Linked DNA regions of Mus musculus: regions 1 and 3 are each linked to region 2. The links are chromatin contacts, called in public promoter capture Hi-C maps. All regions are on one chromosome and are shown on one strand. Each heading gives the region's core, a stretch centred on a gene start, on an enhancer-like site or on the middle of the called end of the contact. The rest is flanking DNA. Distances are from core to core; before and after follow the strand shown.

Region 1 (4,180 bases), core at 885-3,384, 1.1 Mb after region 2:
TGTTATGACAGGTTTGTGGAACATCAAGATTTCTGACCCTTTGCTGGAGGGAGTGCCAAATAGTTTGGCACTTGAGGAAGATCTTGGAAATAACCTATTAAAGCTGAATATATTATGAATCCTATGACCTATTTTTTCTACTCTTGGAAGCACACAGTAAAAAAGCACTTGCACACATAGTCATGGGTGTTAAAGGACATTATGTGGTTGCCATGGTAGGTAGTCATTTTAATGTTTGTCTGCAGGTGTCCATTCTCATGTGAAATCCACCCCTTGAGTGTATATATAGGGTGGGGGTGGGAGGGTCAATCACTTCTAAAGAATGGAAGTGACAAAAATAGATGCCATTTTTGAGATTAGAGAAGAAAAGGGTAATATGGTTCTTCTCTCTCTTTTGGCAAACCCTCACTCTAGGGTTGGGGTAGAAGGAGCAAAAACTTATGTCACAGCAAGCCTTTGTAATGAGGCCCTCACTGCAGAGAAAGACATGCCTGGCCCAAATCAGGGAGATCCCAAGTTTACAACAGTCCTGTGTTAGTTCCAATGACCCTTGAGTCAGGCTGAGCCAATACCCCTTTACTACAGTGTGTGAGAACCTCCAGAGACTCCAGTCTAGATCCACAGAAACTGGCAGGTGGTAAAGAAATATTAGAAGTGGCTTTGTAGTTGTTTATTATTGATCTTATACTGTTATGTGTTGGGATAGCTTGTCACATTAAAAAAAATGAATACATTTCCCCAAGTGAGAAACCTAAATGCTCAATGGTAGAATAACTATAGGGTATTAAACCAATTAGAAATAAAAATGAAGGAAGTATAAGCAAGGATTAATCCTAGAGCTATAAGAATATACAGGATAATATTCATGAATGAAAGCATGACAAAATCATAAAGCAACCCATGTATGTTTTACACATAAGAGTAGAACTATGAAAACGGCGTAGTTGAAAGGAAAATCGCGAAGGATGCCAAGTCTCAGGCAGGGAAGGGCAGAAATGAGACCCTCCATTATGGTATTCAAGCCTTATTTTTTTACTTACAAGACGGCCAAGCGTTTATTTCACTATCTTGTAGATTAGACCACTTTGGAATGATAAGCATTCATTTTATTCTTAAGTCTTTAAAGCAACGCAAAACAGAGTGAAGAGCTAGCTGAAACGCAATCACTTTGCAAATCCTTTGGAGAATGGACAAATGGTTAGCGGGTCAGCCCATAGACAAGAGACATTGGTTCATCTCTTTAAGAGATTCTTCCTCCACGTTTCCACGATTGTCTAATTGGCAAGATCCTTTTTCCCCCTCTTCCATTTTTGTCCTTCATTTCAGGTTGGGCCAACCCAGAAGGCCTGCGGGGGGTGGGGGGTTGTGTATCTGCCAACTGGATAATCTAAGCCCCTGCTGCTGCAGGCCGAAGGCGGTCCAGACCTGCGTTCTCCAGAAGCCCCACACCCATTTCAGCAGCACCCTGCCCACATCCTCCCACCCACCTCTCAGAGCAAATATACTCCAGGCCCCTGGGTGCTTAAAGGACATGGAGAGGACTTTTACCTGGGGGCGGGTAAAGGAGGCTAAGCAGGGACTGTGGCCCTTAAAGAATTCTGTGTGGAGTCTCCTTCCGCAACCTCTGAGGTTCCTTTCATCAAATCCCAAAGGCTCCCTGCTGAACACAAACCACTCAATAAGGAAATGGGAAACGGCTGGGAGGGGGTTCCTGGCTGGCGAAGGGATAACAATGCAGGAAGACTGAAGGAGATATCTAAAGCAGCGGAAAGCTCAGAAAGAGACAGAGAGGAAGGTCTCAATGTGGAATGCATCAGCCACCTCCGCACGCCCGAGTTGCCCACACCAGCCCCCCACGCAGCCCCAGGCACTCGCCACCTCCTGCCCCCTTCCCCGCGAAGCACCCCACCCTTCTGGCAGTGGCCTTTGTCATCGCAGGCCTCTCCTGGTGCAGACCCTATCGCGGAGCCAGACTCACTCTGCGTCGCTGTTCCCTGAAGTGCTGATTCGGAGGCACAACAGCAAAGGAGGAAGCTACCCAAGGGGAAGAAGCTTCAGGCCTGCAAGGGAATAGGCGGTGGACCAGTGGATGGGGGACGTGGAAAGTCACTGGCAGAGAAGGGGGAGCAAGCAATGGGCCGTCCTGAGAACTGATTGGCTACACGGGGATGTGGGCGGTGCTCCGCTCTCTGCCCCCAGACCTTAGAGGCTCTCCTTTATGTCAATTTCTGCTCCAAGGCTTGGATGTGCAGCTGGCCAATTTCTAAAACACATACATACATACATACATACATACATACATACATACATACATACATACAGCTTAACACTGTGAACAAATAAGACATTGATAAAACAAGAGAGCTTTTATCAGAAATTATACACAATTATATTAAGAGAAGAATTAAAGCTATGGGTCCTATATTAAATTTAATGAAAAAGTCAAGTTTTGGTAGAAGAGAGTGTGTCTACACTTTGTTATATCCCAAACATCTGGAGTTTGAAGCTGTTGCATCTTCCTTAGTTTCATAAACTGGAAGTATGAGTGAATAGTGGCGGCTACAACAAATTGCCAGACAAGGAGGTGAATTAAGCCACACCCTTCCGACATCTTACAGTTCTGTACATCAGAAGCCTGGCACAGGTTCCACTGGGTAAAGCTGGGAAAATCAATGGGAGGATTTGCTTTCCTCCCTTCTCCAGATTCCAGAGTAGGCCTCAAATGATCTGACTTTGCCTGCTCAGGGACTTGCCCTGTCTGCAGAGGCAGTGGCCTCATCACTCCACCCTATACTTCTGCTATGGCATCTTCTCAGCTTTCTGATGCCCTCAGTTCCTTAGGGGACCCTGGTATCCATTCCAGTGGTTCTATCCAAATGACTTCTCAGCTCAGGGTCAGGTAACTAGCAAGCCTAATTCCATCCAGATCACAACTTCTTGGTCCTGTAACATTGCATCCTAACATGCTCTAGAATGATATATGGTTTCTATGGGGTCGTGTGTCTTCCCCCGAAGGTATGTTAGGATGTTTTTGCCCTGTTCTGTGATACTTGTCTCTATCAGGGTTAAAATAGGACTCTACGACTACATGTGACAAAGATCGTGCAAATGTCTGCTTTAACCTGAAAGAGGGCAGGTAATTCCAGACATGGGTGATTGCATCGTACTGTCACATTGATTGAGTTCACTCTGTTGTAACTAGGACATCCTCTTTGTAATGTGGGTCCCTTCATCACTGACCTTCAGCTCAGCTCACTGGTACCTAACTCAAAATCAAATCATTCTCTGGGGGTCTTTGCACAGCTCCATCGACATCTAGCCCATATGCTCATCCTTCTTCCGACTTACATGTTACTTACATGTTCTTTGCCAAGTAGTGCTGGGTCCTGGAGCAAAAGATAAAAGAGGGGAGCCAGTACCAGGCTCCCAGCATATTTCTGACAGCCTCTGAGAATTTGAGGAGACCTTTCTCACACATTGTCACAGTGTGCTTCAGTTGTAACATGACTGACGGGTAGCCTGATCCTGTTCTACCCCAATTCTAGCGGGCCTTTCTTTTTTGACCTCTTTTTTGAGGCCACGTCTCTCATTCCATTCAGTCCTCTTTTCTCCCCTGCATTGTTAAGTTTCCTCCCTGAGATAGTGCAGTTCCATAGGCAGAATGTGTAGTGGGAAGATCATATCAACAGAACACTTGCCTTGGTCTCCAAGAACCACTTATTACCACTTCAAATTCTGCTACTTTAAGAATTGGAACACACTGTGATAATGTGTGAGAAAAGTCCTCAAGAATTCCCAGGCCCTCCTCTTCCCTCTTTTTCTCCAGAGGCCTGCACTTCTTAGAAAAGAGCATGTAACACTCAGAAGAAGAGCAGAAGCAGGAGCTGGGAGAGGATGAGTTGTAACAAGGACCTCAGCGGCGAAGGGCAATATAACCTGTGCTTTCTCCATACTGAGTGGGAAGGAGCTCTGTGCACTGACAATGTATCTGTGCAACCCCCAAGATGCTGAAAATGGGGTGGAGGAAGGGATGGAGGGAGGGAGGGGGTGGCTTTCCAGTGATCTGTAGGCTAGGGAGAAGAGGATCTAGGTCAGTCTGTTTGCCACACAAGCATGAGGGGCTGGGTTTGAGCCCAAGTAAAAGGCTGGGTGTAGTGACATAGGCTTGTAATCTGCAATC
Region 2 (4,410 bases), core at 898-3,397:
AGGAACCTTGTGATGTCTTCCTTTCCCTTCCCTTCCCTGCCTGGGCAGGACTCAGCAAGTGTGTATACATACATCCAGGCAAAACACTGATACACAATAAAATAAAATATAAAAACTTGGTTTGAAATCATGTAGATTAGGATATAAGGCTAATTGTAATAATAAATTGAATCTTCTATGCATCCTGGATACAATAGTGTTTTTTTTGAAAACCAGACACATTCATGTTTTCTTAGCAAGAAAAAAATTGACTGATTACATAAGTCTAAATTAATAGAAACAGAATTTGTAATATGTCATACAATAAAAAGAAAACAAAGATTTTATTGTAATCACAATGCAAAGTTTTGCTAGAATTTCTGGGCTTCATAAAGAAATATCTATATTTTGGTTTTGTGACTATGTTTAAACATGCTTTATGTACTTTCTTACTTTTTAAAGTTTCCAGGCATGTAGGAAAGGCTGGAGGTACAGGGTATATGTTTAATGAGAGCACCAACAGCATTCCAGATGGTAACAGGAAATACATAGATGCCCAGATAGATGTGATGATAGATACATGGTAGAATTGTCTAATAATGAAGATGTTGCAAGATCAGCCTCCCCCCTTTTTTCAGTCGTTGAAAGCATTGGAAACAGTTAACCACAAATAAAGAAAGCTCTTTATCAGAAAGCTTAGAAACAAATGGAAGAAATACGAGTTATAGGCACACCAGTGTAATTGAAGTTTTAATGAGGTCCAAATGCAGGTCATTAAACTTAATCAGGCTTATTAATTGATCCTCGATATTATGAGCGAACAACCTCCTGTCCAAGTAGGGACTCGTTATTTGTCTTTATCTTTCTATCACTCATTCAGCCAATTCATTAACGACTGTTTCTCTCGCAGTACCTCAAGGAGTTTCATTGTTTGGTTTCTTGTGCATGTTGGCTCATAGTCTCTTTCACAATTTTCATTGGTTTCTAAATGTTCTTTAAGTACCAGTTATGATCAGCCCATAAGCAGCTAGCTAGTACTTTCATAAGGATGCCTTTGAATAAGTGAAAGGGGGTATAAGATGGGACAGGGTAATAGGGGCGAAGGGGTGTGCAGATTTCACAGGATACCTGTTCTCCCTCAAAGAACCAGCAGGTGGTAGCAACACTTCGTGCGAAGGCTGCAGCCCTGCTCCGCGGGACCTAAACAATAGACCCCCACAAACCAGTACTCTAGTTTAGAAATGGTTAGGGCTGGGTAGAAACTCTTCTCCCTAGTAGCAAGCTCGCTCTGTTCCGCCCCTGCATCCAGGTACCGACTGAGTGGACCTTCTACGGCCTCTCATCACTGTGGGATGGTACTCTGCGGAGCGCGCGCCAGGGAGGTGGCACCTAGACTGGGTGCAGCGACTTGTCCAAGCCAGGTCTGCGCCAGGCACAGACATCGGACTTCCCGGACTCCGCCCCAGGCTTCCCTGCCTTTGAGGCGGTTGAAGGTTCAATTCAGAGGCCCCATCGCTGACCCAGATTCAAGGCACAGAAACAGATACAAGTCTGAAGCTAGCACAGGGACCTTTTCCTTCCCAGACGCTTGCACTGTCTCTGGTTGTTCTGCCCTCCCGTGCTCCCAAGACTTGTTTCTCCTTCCACCTCCTCCTTTTTTTTTTTTTTTTTTTCTTTTTTCTTTTTTCTGCTCACGCCCACCTCAGTTCAATCCAGAGTAGAAGCCCCACTGGTTTAGTTCCTAGAGTTAAAGAAGAGAAAGGGAGGAGCCATAGGCGCAGCGCCTGGGCTTCAGCCTGGCCATCAGCTGCCAGCCAGTAGCGCTTTGCTCCGCTGATGCTCGGGCGCGAGCTACAGGGTTTTAAACACGCCTCGCAGCGGCGCCCACTGGCCGCCTCCTCCCGGACCCTAACTCGTGCGGTCCTCCTGCCCACGTCCCCTCCGCCCGCCAGGACCTGCGGGAGGAGGCCGACCCTCCTCGGCACACGGGCGGGCCCAAGGCGCGCCCAGCGTCTCCACTGCACGCCCCGCTGGGGATCCGGCGCCGCGCACTTGGGTCCTAGGCCCAGAGGGCGGGCTCGGCTCCCGGAAGAGGAGAGCGAGAGCGGCTGAAGGGGCTGGAGAGGGGCGGGCCAGGCTGGGAGAGACGAGAGGGGGCGGGCCCGGCTGCGTTCGCCCAGCTAGCGCTGGGGAGCAGCGGGCGTCCGAACCCGAGACCACAGCTCAGCGACTCCGATCGTGACACCGGCCCCCGCACGATTCCCCAGGGCCCCGCCTAGGGAGCAGTCCCTGCTTGCAGCCTTGGGTCCTCTCCCAGAATCCCAGAGACTCTAAGCTGCGAGCAGACGCGGGCCCCTGGGAAGCGAGGTCCCCAGACCAGAGAGGACACGCGCGACGCTAGGAAAGATCTGCGAGGTGCAGATCCACCGCGGGGGCCTCGGGGGGCGCAGACCTGCAGAGCTGGAGGCCGGCGGGAAGGTGAGCCCGGGATTTGGGAGGTCGGAGGGTACTGTGTCTGGAGAGTAAGGGATTAAGGTTTGCAAAGTAGAGGATCTCTCTAGCCTGGGCCTATGCACACCCTGGATGGGGGTCTTTTATGGGGGAGTACTGGGTATAGCTCTCCAAGGCGAGAGTAGGTTTCTGAGAGACTGCCCCTTCATCCATGCTCTTTATTCTGTGTGTCCTGGGTATTAAAATTCTTCCATCACGTTTCCATCGACCCTCCTGTGCCTGTGACTTGGTGTGTGTGTGTGGGGAGGGGGGTAACCTCACAAAGGTCAGGCTCCCAGCATTCAGAAAAGGTTTGTCCATGCCTCTGACTCCTGTGGCATCTCTCCAATCCCCTCGCTGCAGGGTGGAGCTGGCAGGGGCAAGGGGCAATCGACATCTACAGCCCCCTTAAGCCTGGAAATAGAGGCTTGGAATTTGAGCCCCAACCGTAAGCACGCCCCCTCCAGTGGCAAACAAAGTATCCTGCTTGCTCCTGCCCCAGCTCCACCCCCTCTATGCATCTGGGTGCTTGGCCCAGCCTGCCTCTGCCCCTGCCCACTGATCTTGGCCGTCTGGCACCCTCTCTCCTCCCATCCCTGGGGGAACTGGCAGGGGACCAGCATAGCTGATGTTGTAATATCCCTGGCAGTGCCCATGTAGAAGTGCTGCCCAGCCTGTTCCCAATCAGTTAACTCAGGCCCTCCACCCATCAGGGGAACTTGACTCAGGTGGCTCTGGAAGGGAAGATGATGCTTCTCAAAGGAGAGACCAGTGGGAGTGACTGGTAGGGCTGTTGAGAGTCCTTGGAGGCTGAGCCAGTAATAGGACATTTAGGGACTGAATCTTGCTCATAGCAACTATGGACCCTTGAAAGCTGTGAGCCTTTTGTCTTGAAGGAAGATTGCCATGAGTGCCCCAGTGTACCTACCTAATGACGTATGGATGAGTCTTCTCCAGTCTATTGGCCCATTCATCGTACAAGAAGATGAATGATAAAGACCAGGGAGTTACCAGTGTGCTGGGAATAACAGGCCATGATGGCTGAGCATGAGAAAGGCAGGGCCATTCTCTGGGATAGCCTTTCCCCAGCTCTTCACCGACTCATGAACCTGTCCATATGGTTTCCTATCATTCTTCCATGCCTCACTGCAGGTAGGAGGACTATGGGAACATCTGAAGATGCAGGAAGCCTTGGTTCCCCTTCCTCTACCCAATGCCCACCCAGTGCTTCAGCAGAAGCATCTTGCTAGAGAGCAGCTCACAGCCAGTGAAGATGGAGCAGGGTCCATAGCAAGGACAGCATTTCATTAGACCCCTGAAACTCAGTGCTCTGTGTTTTGCTGCTGTCTACTGACTCTCATGTGCATTTCCTTATACTCCACCAGTCATTTGCAGATTCAGGAACTACTCCAGGCCCCCAGGGCTTTCTCCCATCACCTTTCAGGACTCATTGCTCCCATATATTTGCCCCTAACCTCCCCCCCCCCATACTCTTTCCCAGCACTGTTATGACCCCAGTCAGTGAACAGCCAACGTGATTCATTTTCCATGGCTGTCTGGCTAGACCTAGACATTGCTTGCATCTTAAATGCCTCTCTTGTCTGCAAAGACTGGGAGTAGGAGGTACAAGTGCTTGAGCCAGCATGCTTCTAGGGTACATTCTTGGAGGCCAGAGATCTCCAGGGACATAGAACTGTCCTCGGGTAGGTAATCCACAAATTGGCTCCTCCAATTTGGTCAGCAGAAGGTCAAGAGTCAGATGATAGCTACCTCCTCCCTGTCTGTCCTGAAGGCTGCCTTGAAGCCTCATGGGATCCTTTTCAAGGCACAAGGCCAGAGCACGGAGAGAGCTCACCCGAGAATCTCCAGGGTGCAGATTAAAGGGTAGAGACTGCAGCAGTCAGCTGAACAAGGATTATATTGGAATTTCCTGGGTGTTCA
Region 3 (4,699 bases), core at 218-2,717, 1.7 Mb after region 2:
GCAACGACTGCACCTCTGCGGAGTCTTAATGTGAGAACAGTGGAAAGCTGTGTATACATTTTCTCAAATTTCCCCAGACATCAGAGGTGCAGGCTCAGGCGACAAGCATCTGTTTGATATTTCTAATAGACAACCATTGGGGAGGGGTGAATAGGAAGAGAGAAGCAGGCAGACTGCCATCCTGGCTTTCCTCAGACTAGCCCTGGTTTCAGAAGGGAAGCAAGGCACTGTGGGTTGCAGAGGAGATAAAGCAGGGCCCTGGATCTTCCAGAGCCCAGGCACGAGCGGCAGAGGCCATCAGAGGGGGAATCACATGAATGAATGATGGAGGCTTTACCTTCCCCAATCCTTTCCCCCTCCTAGCCCTCAATCCACGTGTTCTGGTTCCTCCCTCCTCTCCTTCCTTCCGCCCAGTCCCACTCTTCTGCAGGTGAGGAAGCCCTCATCTGGAAGGAAAAAACCCTCCAACCAGCTGCGAAGCTCGCCCTCCCCGCCGCTTAGGCAACTCTTAGAGATGGGCTTGCAGTGGAGCACAGAACCCATTTGACCTCCCCCTCACCCCCATGTACTTCCCCCTAGGTGAAGAAATGCGGGTAGGCTTTAAATAATCAACCCAAGATCACACAGGGATTCGGTCCAGGGGCTCAGTCTACTCTCAGCCACCTCCTGGAATCCAAACGCTTCTCCTAGTTACTTCAAGTACTTATCACAAAAGAAAATTCACCTCAGGGAGTTGCTGTCATTTCCAACGAAACCAGAAACTGTGTAAGTAAACGGTAACTGAAGCCTTTGACTATACCTCTAAAAAAACTTTCTAATAATAGATAAAGCTGGGGGCAAGTCCTGGCCCAGGCGCCTTTTCCAGATGATTCTATATACACCGTAGAACCCTGTCAGAGAGGTGGAGGCGGGGTGCAACCAGAGGGTGAAGGCAGTAATGGTGTCAAGGGTCGCTGGGACAAACACCTTTAATCCCAGCACTTGGGAGGCAGAGGCAGGCGGTCTACAAAGTGAGTTCCAGGACAGCCAGGGCTATACAGAGAAACCCTGTCTCAAAAAACAAACAAACAAACAAACAAACAAACAAACAAAAAGTTTCATAACGGTGATTAACATGTAGCACAGTAATAAGCATGGTACGGAGTAGGCACTCCACAAACATGGACCTTATTCCACTAATGTACCGTAGTGAAAGGGGCGAAGAGTGGGAGAAGCTAGGTTAGAGCGGTTCTTTATCCCCAGCACACCGGAGATGATCCCTCACCAGAAGGATGTGGTTAGGTGACCCCCCTTTCCCATTACCCACAGACCTAAACATGCTCTCGAGGCTGGCCCAGTGAGCAGCAGCCCTCACAGGCTCAGCAAACCGTCCTCACTAAGGCCAATCCCCAATGGGTGCTCACCCTGCATTTTCTTGCAGAGCTTCTCCGTAGGTTCCATGGCCCAGGCTCCCTCTCCTGAGCTCGCCCTGGTACCACAGGCGCGCGGCTTTAATGAAGTCCGTGGGGTGGCCAGGTGTGTGGAGTCTGCACAGGTCATGCAGCGCAGCCGCAGCGGAGCTGGCGCCCCCCAACTCCACCCCCAGGGCGAGGCACCGCACACCTGGGGTGGGGGCTGGGAGAGCCATCCTGCAGTTCCCTGTGAGCCAAGGGTACCAGATACTGGTCAAAGACACCTCCCCAAAGTCGGGGCAGGAGCAGAACAGCAATGGAAGGGGGGATCCCAGGCTAACCCACATCCTAGCACGCAGTGAACGGACATGGTTGTGGCTCCCCTCTTGACCCTTGAATATGAGCCTGTCCTAGCTACTGCTTGCTTCAAGGATTCTTGTGCCTCAAAGTCCTAACTGACTTGAGTAGCCTTAACATACAGATCCAGGGGCAAAGACAGGAATGGAGTTGAAAGTACCCCAGGCCTGGAGGAGACTAAACCTCTCGGATCCCGCACAAGTTTGCAAGTATAGACGAGGTTCAAGCGAGTCCAGGTTTTCTTATTAGGCTTGCCCATTGAATATCAGCTTTCTGGATATTGAACCAGGATAAGAGAGACTCCTGGTTCATGGAATGTTTATTTCTGTTAGGAAAAAAGATAGCAAAATTATACAGTTCTTACTTCTTCTTCAACCGGAGTGGAGTGGGAGGGGGGTGAGGAATGTGAGTGTTGGCCAGATTGAAACAGCTGCGGCAAGCTGGGGGAGGAAGAGCCGCTTCTAACCCGGGCTCACGTGTTTTGATTTTAGTTACTTCCAAGGTTCTGGACACCAGGCATTTTTTTCCTGCCATATTAAACAATCAGCTACCGGGACATTTTCCTGTGTCTAAAGATCATTTTTGAGAGACTTCTGACAGGAGTAGGAGTCTTAGTTATTTCTGCAACATAAAGCTCTAAATTAACTAAAGGCCAGTGAGATGGCTCGGTGGTAAAAATTAAAAAAAAAAAAATGCGCTTGTTTTACAAACCTGAGTTCAGCCCCCAGTGAAATGTTGGAGAGAACCAACTCCTGAAAGGTATCCCTTGACCCCATAGTCTTAGGACGATGGCATGAGCCACCCCCACCCCCCACCCCCCAACTCTTTAAAGAGAATTTTAGGCTCAAAATCCAGTTTCTGGGCTAGAATATCTGCAGCGTTCTGTAAGGCCAGCAGGGTGTGGGCCCAGTGAAGCTGTTCTCTATGGGAAACCCAGCATCATTTGGTTGTGGCTGGAACATTATGGTTTTCTAGTGTAATCATTTAAAGGACAACTACTGTGTACCAGAAACTAGGGCGGAGGGGGGGGGGAAATGCCTGCCTTCCCCACAGCAGCTTATTGGAAGTCACAGATTCTGACAGTAGCTCAGTGGAATGGGCCATGTCAGTACTATATGGTCACTGTCCATTGAGTAGGGGGCAGGCAAGGGGACCTGGAGCAGCAGGAACCACTTCTTAGAAGTGCTGACCCCTTTGCTGAAGCTGTGTGGCTTACCATGTCACAGCCTACCTAAAAATCCACACAGCACGCAAGGCCTCAACCTTGATGTAAGGGCCTTCTTGAGGCTGACTCTCTGTGTTCCACACCCAGGTGTTCAGAGCACGTTGATCGAATGGTTTTGGAATTATTCTGATACCCAGCCATAGACTAGGATTTTGTAATGAATTTGTTTAAAATGCACCTTGCAGGTCTCCTCCTCTGAAACCTTAATTACTACTAAGTTCACGGAGGGACCCCAAACACACACTTTACCAAGAACCTTAGGGGGTTTACTAGGCCTCACAAACTAAGGCACTTTTAGACTTTTGAAAAGTAAAGTCCCGAAGCTTCCCAAGGAAGGCCTTGGGGTAGACCTCAGAGGTACCGTGTTTAGCATATCAAGGCTCTGGGGTCATTTGTTTGCTTGCTTGTTTCTTTTCTTTTTTCTGTTTTTGTTTCAGCACTGCTGAGCAAAGCAAAAGCACACTTCTTGGGAATAAACATGGATGGTGGCCCATATGGGACAAAGACATCAGCTTTTCCCTCTCCTATGATGTTTCCTTGTAGTGAGAAGCAGGATATAATTTCTTAAATCGATTAACCTATCACATTCAATAAAAACCATGCCATCCCTCTGTGTCCTTTCCCTGTTATTGTGGTTTTCGCACAGGCTGACCCCACCAGTGTGAAGGTAAGAAAAACACCATCACTGTTACCTCTGACTGTAAAAGATACAAGGGCCTCGTTATATAAAAGATTTTGGGTAGGGAGTTGGGGGATTAAAAATATTTGTTATTTTTAAAAATACATAATTGGATTTATTGGGATATAAAATTTGTTTTGTTTTCTCTTGCTCTTCATCATCAGGGCTTATTGTGACTTCTTTTTTCTCCAAATGACAAGGTTCAGTGTTTTCTTTATTTACATGAATGGCTTATACTTGATGTGACAAGTGGATTTTGGGTCGGATGTACCTCACAGCCTGCTTGATGGAAAGGTATGGTCTTGACAGTATATATTATTATAAATCCTACCTCTGATGGAACAACTTGAAGTGGAGAGATTGTGTCATGGCTGTTAACACTCTTCCCAGACAAAGTCATCTCTATTACACAGGAGACAGCAAGGTGTTTTAGGGGCTCTTAAGGATGTTTATTTCCAGGTCTTGTTTGGATACATTTCATCTTCGTAATTTCTGATTACTTGATATACTCAACTGTTGTTTGGAAGGAAGGCACATGCTTTTTATGTTTTTATTATTTGGTTTCTTAGTTTTCAGTGCGAAACCAGAAACCACACCAGCAAGAGCACCATGCAAAAACTATTTGTTACAATATATATATATATATATATATATATATATATATATATATATATATATATCTGTCTGTCCTCCTCCTCCTCTTCCTCCTCTTCTTCCTTTTTCCCCTTCCTCCTCCTACTCTTCTTTTTTACTGGATATAATCATGAAAGAGCAAATGAGGTGTGTCAGCTGCTACTAGAAAATTGTCAGTTCCCCCAGTGTGTGTAGTGCCAACCTTATAACTGGGGTAAGCAAGTAAAGTAAGCTCTCTTTCCCCTTTCTCTTCTCATCTAATGAGAGCCACACATGAGTGATGGCAAAAAAAAAAAAAAAAAAAAATGCTCCAAAGCAGCTGTTCTTTGGTCACACCTAAAATTACTGTGAGAACTGCAGAGATACAGGAGTTAAGTTGTGAAAGACAGCTGGAGATCTACACAGGCCTAGGAT

Evidence for each region. Promoter capture Hi-C pulls out the DNA fragments that hold promoters and counts their contacts.
Region 1: a promoter capture Hi-C map of hippocampal neurons shows a contact between it and region 2, with 7 times the contacts expected there. The contact joins the promoter of Tcaf1 here to the promoter of Ephb6 in region 2. A contact is called at or near these places in 6 of 39 promoter capture datasets (the 3T3-L1 cell line, cranial neural crest, frontonasal cranial neural crest and 2 more) and 2 of 115 datasets of contacts at active chromatin or transcription factors (astrocytes and forebrain).
Region 3: a contact with region 2 is called in a promoter capture Hi-C map of hippocampal neurons, with 3 times the contacts expected there. The contact joins the promoter of Nobox here to the promoter of Ephb6 in region 2. A contact is called at or near these places in 3 of 39 promoter capture datasets (the 3T3-L1 cell line, hippocampal neurons and liver), 1 of 484 Hi-C or Micro-C datasets (cerebral cortex) and 2 of 115 datasets of contacts at active chromatin or transcription factors (astrocytes and pancreatic cancer cells).

What each region holds. Positions count from the first base shown.
Region 1 is chr6:42,707,981-42,712,160 of GRCm38.p6, forward strand. It overlaps Tcaf1 (TRPM8 channel-associated factor 1), which reads right to left and starts at 2,135. Exons shown (of 9, transcript NM_001355769.1): 1 at 1,979-2,135.
Region 2 is chr6:41,603,364-41,607,773 of GRCm38.p6, forward strand. It overlaps Ephb6 (Eph receptor B6), which reads left to right and starts at 2,148. Exons shown (of 18, transcript NM_001146351.2): 1 at 2,148-2,457.
Region 3 is chr6:43,308,087-43,312,785 of GRCm38.p6, forward strand. Nobox (NOBOX oogenesis homeobox) reads right to left here and starts at 1,468. Exons shown (of 9, transcript NM_130869.3): 1 at 1,404-1,468. The coding sequence starts at 1,440.